2 separate regions of the Mus musculus genome follow, and region 2 is linked to region 1. Evidence: chromatin contacts called from public Hi-C data. All regions are on one chromosome and are shown on one strand. Each heading gives the region's core, a stretch centred on a gene start, on an enhancer-like site or on the middle of the called end of the contact. The rest is flanking DNA. Distances are from core to core; before and after follow the strand shown. Region 1 has its middle 33 kb from the start of n-TGccc3. Region 2 has its middle 24 kb from the start of Bach2.

The links. Hi-C and Micro-C count contacts between places; a contact is called where the count stands out from the background.
Region 2: a Hi-C map of CD4 T cells shows a contact between it and region 1, with 2.0 times the contacts expected there. The contact joins two enhancer-like sites. A contact is called at or near these places in 1 of 15 datasets of contacts at CTCF or cohesin (CD8 T cells), 16 of 484 Hi-C or Micro-C datasets (the C2C12 cell line, CD4 T cells, CD8 T cells and 10 more), 22 of 115 datasets of contacts at active chromatin or transcription factors (the 230-238 cell line, CD8 T cells, the NIH/3T3 cell line and 15 more) and 1 of 9 other capture datasets (bone marrow-derived macrophages).

What each region holds. Positions count from the first base shown.
Region 1 is chr4:32,261,613-32,265,848 of GRCm38.p6, forward strand. It overlaps a transcript of Bach2 not described here. Among named protein-coding and RNA genes, the nearest start is that of n-TGccc3, 33 kb to the left of the region's middle. Within about 2 kb of position 1,474, at least 26 of the 459 cell types and tissues checked have an H3K27ac peak or open chromatin away from gene starts, as enhancers often do. A contact at or near this core is called in CD8 T cells, where this site is marked.
Region 2 is chr4:32,391,772-32,395,685 of GRCm38.p6, forward strand. It overlaps a transcript of Bach2 not described here. Among named protein-coding and RNA genes, the nearest start is that of Bach2, 24 kb to the right of the region's middle. Within about 2 kb of position 1,685, at least 10 of the 459 cell types and tissues checked have an H3K27ac peak or open chromatin away from gene starts, as enhancers often do. A contact at or near this core is called in CD8 T cells, where this site is marked.

The DNA of each region.
Region 1 (4,236 bases), core at 224-2,723:
CAGGTGTCTTCCTTTCCTTGGCTCTCTCCTGACTCCCAAAGCCTCTTGCACTGTTCTTGCCGTGTGTCTCCTGTCCTTGTTAGCCTTTTTCCCAGAAGGATTATGGGGAAGAAAGTCTGCGATGATTTACTTCTGCAGTTCCAACAACCCTTGGTGGCTCTGTTGGCAGCCCCTCTCAGGGGTGTCTGGGGTTTAGGCACGCAGGCTCTTATCCCACTCTTCAGTTGTAAACCCAACATTTCTTGTTCCTAACAGCTTAGTCATTTACCTCAAATGGCTAGTCATCTTTACAGATTACCAGCATCTGCCCTCTCATCTGCTTAGTGTCATGAAAAATAACTCTTTAAACACACTCCAAGTGCGTTTAACAGAATTCAGTCTTTTGTTGTTAAAAGCTTCTAGGCACTGTTGTCATCAATGCTGACTTGCATCGTTTAGCATTGTACTGCTCTGTCTAGGTGAGGGAGCCAGCCATTTTGTTTTATATTTCCAACATGTCACAGACTTAATAATTTTACAGTGGGTAACAGTGAAATACTAGTCATATGAACTTGAAAAGACTTTAAGGGTCCAAAGAGATGGTTGGTTGGAAAAGTGCTTGCTACGTAAGTGTGAGGAACTGGGTTTGACTCCTTGCCATCTGTGTTAAAAAGCCAGATGCAGAAATCTGAGATGTGTGTGCTCAGAATCCAACACCTGGGAGGTGGAGACTGGCCAGGCAATCCAGCTAACTGAGAAGCTAGTGAGAGACTCTGTCTCAAAACAGACGGTGGAGAGCCCGTGAGATGTCTCAGAGGGTAAAGGTGCCTGCTGCCAAGACTGATGACCTGGGTCATCAGGAATCTTCATGATGGGGAAAACAAACAAACAAACAAACAAAACAAAACAAAACAAAACAAAGCAAAACCAGACTCCAGAAAGTGGCACGTGTACTCCGCCTTCCCGTACATATAATAAATACATAGGATGGAATAAAAAAATTGGAAAAAATAAGTTGGAGAGTCATTATGAAGACTAACAATGTTGGTTTCTGGTCTTTTCCCCCAACACACATCCACATACAAATGCATACACGCACACACACACACACACACACACAGAGAGAGAGAGAGAGAGAGAGAGAGAGAGAGAGAGAGAGAGAGAGAGAGAGAAAGAGAGAGAATAGCCCCCACTCCACCCTACAAGCTTAAACTAGATCAGAATGTTGACCCCTAGCTTCAGTGCTTGTAGGGTGGAGTGGGGCTATTCTCTCTCTCTGTCTCTGTCTCTCTCTGTCTCTGTCTCTGTCTCTGTCTCTGTGTGTGTGTGTGTAAGGTGCCTTGTCTTGGATGGAAGAGAGGCCGTCCAAGAGCCTGAAGGTGTGATGTGTCAACCTCAGGATCTACCTGCAAAGCTGGTTTTGAGTGAACTCTTGCCTTTCTGTTTCTTACGTGTGTAAAAGTTAAGTGACAAACCAGATCCTGTACCTACAGTTGGTGCTTAGAGGGCAGGGCGAGTGGGTACTTGCTGCAGTGTTTGGTGCAGCCTGCCCTCTCTCTGCTTCTCTGCCGTTTCTTTTCCATTCTTGGTAGTTATGGATATGGGTGGGAGGTCATTTTTTTCTTCTGTGACGCCACTTTAAACAATACAATTTTTGCTTACTCTTTTGCCACATTTTTCTTCTTCAGCAGATACGAATCTGTTGCAAGAGCTGCACAACATCCTGTATTACAGTTATGTCGCACTTTCCTGTCTGTTCCCAGTGGATGGGCTGAGGGGCATTCCTAGTAGCACTGCTGTCATTCCTAACTATTCTGTTTCTTGCTGTTTTAAGGATACACATTTACACGCACGTGCGCGAGCGCACGCGCACACACACACACACACACACCGTAAATCTGAGCCAAAGATAATGCACTTTGCGCTGTTGGAAGTCTTTAGAAAACTTCCCACTCTAAGGAGCAGAGTGGTCCAGTTCTTTGGCTGAGAATTTCCTAGCCTGTCCACTCTGTTGTATGCCTTCATCACCTTGCAGGTCTTTTGTGTCTTTCAGTCTAATGTTGCGGGGCCAACCATGACGATCTCGATTCGTTAGCACAGGACTTCGTGTATGATATGCTTAGCGATTAGAGCCTATGCTCTCCGGGAGCTCTAGTGGGACAAGGGGGACTGGAAGAGGAGGAAGAGAGTGGTGAGATTTTTTTTTGAGATGGTTTCGTCCTCCCCCTTCCCCCTCCCCCGCATGCTTACAGGAAATCTGTCTCTATTTGTGTGTAAAGTAGAGCACGCCGCCGAGTGTGAGCCCTGTGCATGGCTGGAGAAGCATGCTCTGTAACACTCAAAACTGATGAGAAGCCGTGCGCTCCCACTGCTACATGTTTGCTTGTTTGCTTGTGTGCTTGTTTGTTTGTTTGTTTTTTCATTGAGGTGAAGCCTCAATTAGAGTGACCCTCTTTAAATGTGTGACTCAGTGGCATTTAGTACATTCACAATTTGGGGCAATTATCACCTTTATCTAGTGTCAAAACATTTTTACCATACTAGTGGAAACTCCATCCTGGTAAGCCTTTAGCCCTCCCCCCCTCATGTTTCAGCTTCTGAAACCTGCCAGCACGCATCCTGCTCCTGTGCTTTGACCTTTGCTGGATAGTTCCTATAAATGGAATCTTACAGTGAGGGACTTATGGGTCTGACTTTTTTCCTTTACTATGTTTTTTTGTTTTTTTTTAAAGACAGGGTCTCACACAGCCCATGCTGACCTCAGCCCTTATGGCCTTCAAACACTTGGTGTATGGCCAGGGCTGGCCTTGAACTTTGGGCTACGGGCATGTGCCAGTATGCCTGGTTCTAGCTGAGTATTTTTGAAGTTCACTCATAGCAAGTACTTCAGTTCTTTGTATTGCTGGCTAATACTCCACACTGTATTGCTTTACCTATTCCCAGTTAATGGATATTTGTGTTGTTTCTGCTTTTGGCCTATTGTAAGTAACTGTGTGTGTGTGTGTGTGTGTATTTAGACCTCCGGTTAGTTGTATAGACGACATCTGAGACAAAAGCCAACAGGCAGCCAAGAAGAGCTCGCTGGCAAGCAGGCTCTGGGCACTTCTAGAGTTTTCCTCCCTGTGGCTGCCTACTCTGCAGTGTTGTAGTAAATCGAATGAGGTGCTATGCATGTAAGGGGCCTTAGCACTCTCTACAGCCAGGAAGACCCCTTCCTTTGCAGTATTACTATTTCTCATTGGGAAAATGTTGTACAGTTGTCCACAGGCTAAATCTGATGTAGATACATCCCAGCAGTTAAAAGTAGCACAGAGCCCAGTTCCTGATGTGGATATCATCCCCAGAACAGCATAAAGTCCTTTCTGTGAGGCTGGCACAGACGTCTGTCCGGCTGTTGGAAATGATCCTCTGGTGCCTCTTCTGGGTGCTTTTGAGTGGTGTTCTTTGGAGTTCCTGTATTGAGGAGCTGGGAAGTGATCGCAGGGGGCGGGGGAAGGTGGGAGAGAAAGCTCTCCTCCTCTCGGCCTCTCCACTGTGAGACTGAAGTGGGCCACTCATCACCCGAGTTGAGGAAAGGCTTAGAAGGTGTGCTTTTGGAGGGTGCCCAAGCACACGATGGGAAAATGTGTTTTGTCAGAAGCGGAGGAGCATGGAGTTGCCTGATCTTTGTTTCTCAGCCTGAGTCTGTACATCCTGAAAAAACACACAACAGGTTGCTTGTGAAAAGTTTGTGCATGAATGTTCAGTAAAGCGTTTTCTTCAACTGAACTAGGAAAGCATTGAAGAATGTTTGTAGCCCTTAAATTTGAATATATAGGTCAAACACATAGTTGTTTATTTGGTGAATTAGTTCCATGAGTGCCATTTAAGTGGAACCCTCCCCCTAACTGGTTTCCCATGAGCCACTGGTGAGCCACTGGGGAGACAGCAATTAAGCCAGGGTCTAACCAGGCAGGGACCAGGAATCCCCGAGAGCCAGCTCTTTGGGGCCTTTGGAAAGAAGTGTCTGAATTCTGAGTGTGTTATCATGTCTCTTCACCTTCCTTACAGACTAAAAACAGCCACTCCGGGATGTGAGAACAGAGCCAACATCGTGTCTGGAGACAACAAGGTTGCTTTTGTTAGTCTGGATATGTGTTTGGTGGTGGTGGTGGTGGAGCTCAAATTTTAGATTTTCAGTGCTAGAGAAATGCATTTACAATGTGAAAACCCGATGCTTATTAAAGAAACTCATTCTTTTAAAATGTTTTCTTTTTC
Region 2 (3,914 bases), core at 435-2,934, 130 kb after region 1:
AAACCCTACTTAATTCAGGATATGTGAAACTTGTGTGTATATGTGTGTGTGTGTGTGTGTGTGTGTGTGTGTAGTGTGTGTATACTTTTAATTAAAAATATTTAATGAAATAAATTAATGACCATGGAGAATAATTTTTTAAATTTAAAAATCAGAAACAACAAGGAGAAGAATTTCCAGTTTGCTTATATTTCCAGTGTTCATGGTTGACTTTGAAGATAGAACCTTTATAAGCTGACCTGACTGCGGCTCAGTTGTTTTCTTGGTAGTGGGAAGATACCTTTTAAAATATGCATGTTACATAGACTAAATAATGTGTTTCTCTGAAAGTTATGAGTAAATAGTTATTTACTATTTATCAGCCTTTGGGTGAGTCCCAGTCTCATCTTGGACCTGGGGTCTGCTGGTTTGGATGCCTGGGTCCTGTCACACACATTAATAGAGATTTCTAATTTCAGTCTTTTAAATGGAAGACTTTTTAAAACCTTGCAACATAATCTGACTACAAAATCAGTTTTTAATGATTTTTTAATCTCTCACTGTTGCATCATTTCCAACTCAATAGCAGATTTCTTTCAATGACTTATGTCATTCATATCTTTTATCACTGTAAATTTTCATTAAAATTACTTTCATACTCAAATTGCCCTGGCTCAAATATTTCATCAGATTCTATAATTGTTATAACAAGTAATGCTGGCATTTTTAAGTGTGCGGCTCTCCCACAGGCAGTGGTTGTGCCCCAGGACCAGCCTGAGAGCATCCATTGGACAAAGGTTTTATAAGTGTGCTCTATGGTGGGATGCAGAACGCTGAGATGTCCTGGAGAAGCTTGACTTAGGTGTATCAGTTAAGAGACTTTCTACTCCAAGAAGCTCACAGGTAAAATCCCGTCTCAAAGATGAATAGTCACCACGTGGAAGAAGGGTTCTGCCAAACACAGGAGCCTGCTTTAGGACAGTATGATCTGCAGCAAGGCTTCACTGAGTCAAGGATGCTATAAGCCAATATTAAGCACGTTCAGAAGAGCCCATGAATGTGAATCATAAAGTTTGTGTTTGGTATTTTGTTTTGCTGGGGATAGTAGTTAATAGTATGATAGCTTTGGCTTTTTCAGACATCCTTATTGTTTTTGTACACACATCCCTCTTCTGAACTTACTTCTCCCATCCCCCTTTTCCCATTTCCCTTAACAGATCCTGCTGTTCCCCTTTCCCTCCACCACCTTCTGTATTTATGTCCTTCCCCTTCCTAAAGACAGTACCACCCCCAGCCCCCACTTCCGTTTGTACAGCATACAAACAGAGTCTGGTCCTTACTGGAATAAAGGCAAACATTTCTATTCCTGTTCTGAGGATAACAAAACAGACCCAAAGACTCTCTGCTCCATGAAAATGTAGACCATTGTGGCCTTATTATTATGGCTTTCATTTTAAATCCATTACTATCTTCCGGGTCCTCTCTCCATTTTGAGGGTTCGTGGGGACACCCATCCTGGTCATTGATACCCTTAGTACCTGATGAACGAGGTGAATGAGTCAGTGGGGCAGGACATACAGCTAACAGAAGTGTGACTATGCCAGACTCGGTCTGTGTTCCTTTCACATAAGAATCCCCTGGCATCTGTGCCCTCAGTGTTTCCAGGCCTGAGAAAACTCACTTACCTAGTCACAGACAGATTACAGTAAATACCACAAAGGAAGATGAGCATCTCTCTGATTCTGACACATTCACTCTTTGATGGGCACAGCATAGCTTTTCTCATACACAAGGGTACAAGTTTTAAAGTTGGGCTTCAAAATCATCTGGATAGGCCCCAGTCAGTAGTTGGGTGTTTTTCAAAGTGAATATTATATTCTAAGAGATTGTTTGTCCTAGTTAATTAAGCACTGAAGATATTTATTTCACTTAAAAATATTTTCAAAGAACCATCAGTAAATATCAATTCCATCTTTGCATCAACTTTTGCAGTTATTGGATAATTCTGAATGTTTTCAAGAAACAACTAGCCATTGTGTGTGTGTGTATGTGTGTGTGTGTGTGTGTGTGTGTGTGCGCGCGCGTATGCATGTGTGTACATGCACTGGTATATACATTTAGATAGTAGTCTCTGTAGCTAATCTCTAATCTAACATATTCAAACTTGAGGGTCTTTGGTAAACTGGCACCACATGTCAAATGGAAAGTTGAACTGTTAAACATTTCCCTATAATGTGTGTGGTAGCTTAAATAATGAGATGATGGACATTATTGTTTAAATTGGTTTGTAGAATTTATGAATCATTCTCATTGTTGGGTCTCATTAAATCTCTCTATCTTGGTTGCTGCTGATTGAACCTAACCTAATTAGGGAAAGGCAGTCAGGACAGGCTCCACTGGAGGCCAGAGAATCATGATACGATCATCACTTAACAGCCAAGTGTGCCCAGCTGGCAGAAACAGCATGAGAGAAAGGTCCCCTTGAGAGTGCTGCAGCAAACCTTACATTCAGATGAGGGTAGGGTGAGAAGGAAACCCTGAGTGAATGTGTGTGTTGACATGAGCTGCCATTTCAAGGACCCCAGAGCCTTAAATCCCTTGAGAAAGTTTTCCCCCCCTGGAGTGAGATTCAGAGGCTGGGCAAAGCCTTCCTCTGGTCTGAGTATGAATTTGGTGATGTGTATGGAGTATGTTCATTACAGCTGTCTCCCCTTGGATGTTTGGGGCCTGAAGACTGCTCCCCTGTGGAGTGTCTTTCCTCCTACCAAGATTAGCTAAGCATGTCTCCCTGATCCAGCTATAAGTAACAAGCCTGCCTCCCTGCCTGTCTGTATGGAATAACCCCACCTCCTTGTCCAGCTGTATATAGTAACCCCTGCCGCTCAGTTCACCACTGAAGAAGAAACATGCTGAGCCTCCTTCTGGGATGCTGAGGTTTCTCTAGCAGAGAGCTCAGTCCACTGAGTCTCAGCAGCACCTGTGTGCCTGTCTTTTTACTCTGTCAGCACCCCAGGCAGGTCTGTTCCTGAAACCATGCTGGATGTGCCTGGTGAGGCTCTTACATTGTAGTTAAATCATATTACATGTTAATATAATATATTTGAGACATTTGCTACGTATCTGAGGCTAGACTCATATATATGACTCATATACATACTGTGTATATATTATTTCCTTTAATCTTTAGAAAACTCTACATGTTAAGCTCTGCCCACTGTATAGTACTTGGTTTAGGTTTGTTGATAACCTTTTGTAGATACCCTAGAGGCTGCAGAGGGCTGAACCTAAAAACAAGCTTAGCTTAGGCTCCAGTGCTCACAGTTTCCTGTGCTCTACAGTCCCTGTGAAAAGCATGTTGTGCCTTCATTCTGCCTTAGAGTCTCATCATGTCGGCTTTGCACCAGCTTTTCTTAAGAGCCTCTTGGTCTTTTTATAACCAAGGCTTTTTTTCATTCATCAACTACACAGCTCTGAATTAGTGATAACACATGAGCATTGAAAAGTTAATGGTTGCTCTTGTGCATTTGTCGGTGAAATGCCATATGGGACAGTAGATACATATGGACTGAATGAAGTTTGTGATCAAAATTCTCATCTGTGAGGCTAGATCGTCAAAGAAATAAATTCCCCCCAGTGAGCCCCATGACACATTGGAGGCAGGAACAGGGATTCCTGAAAAGCTGTTTTAATCACAGAGGTTGATTTTTTTTTTCAAATATTCATCCTAGTTCTTTTTTTTTAATTTATTTTTTTATTACGTATTTTCCTCAATTACATTTCTAATACTATCCCAAAAGTCCCCCACACCCTCCCCCCCGACTCCCCTACCCACCCATTCCCATTTTTTGGCCCTGGCGTTCCCCTGTACTGGGGCATATAAAGTTTGCCTGACCAATGGGCCTCTCTTTCCAGTGATGGCCGACTAGGCCATCTTT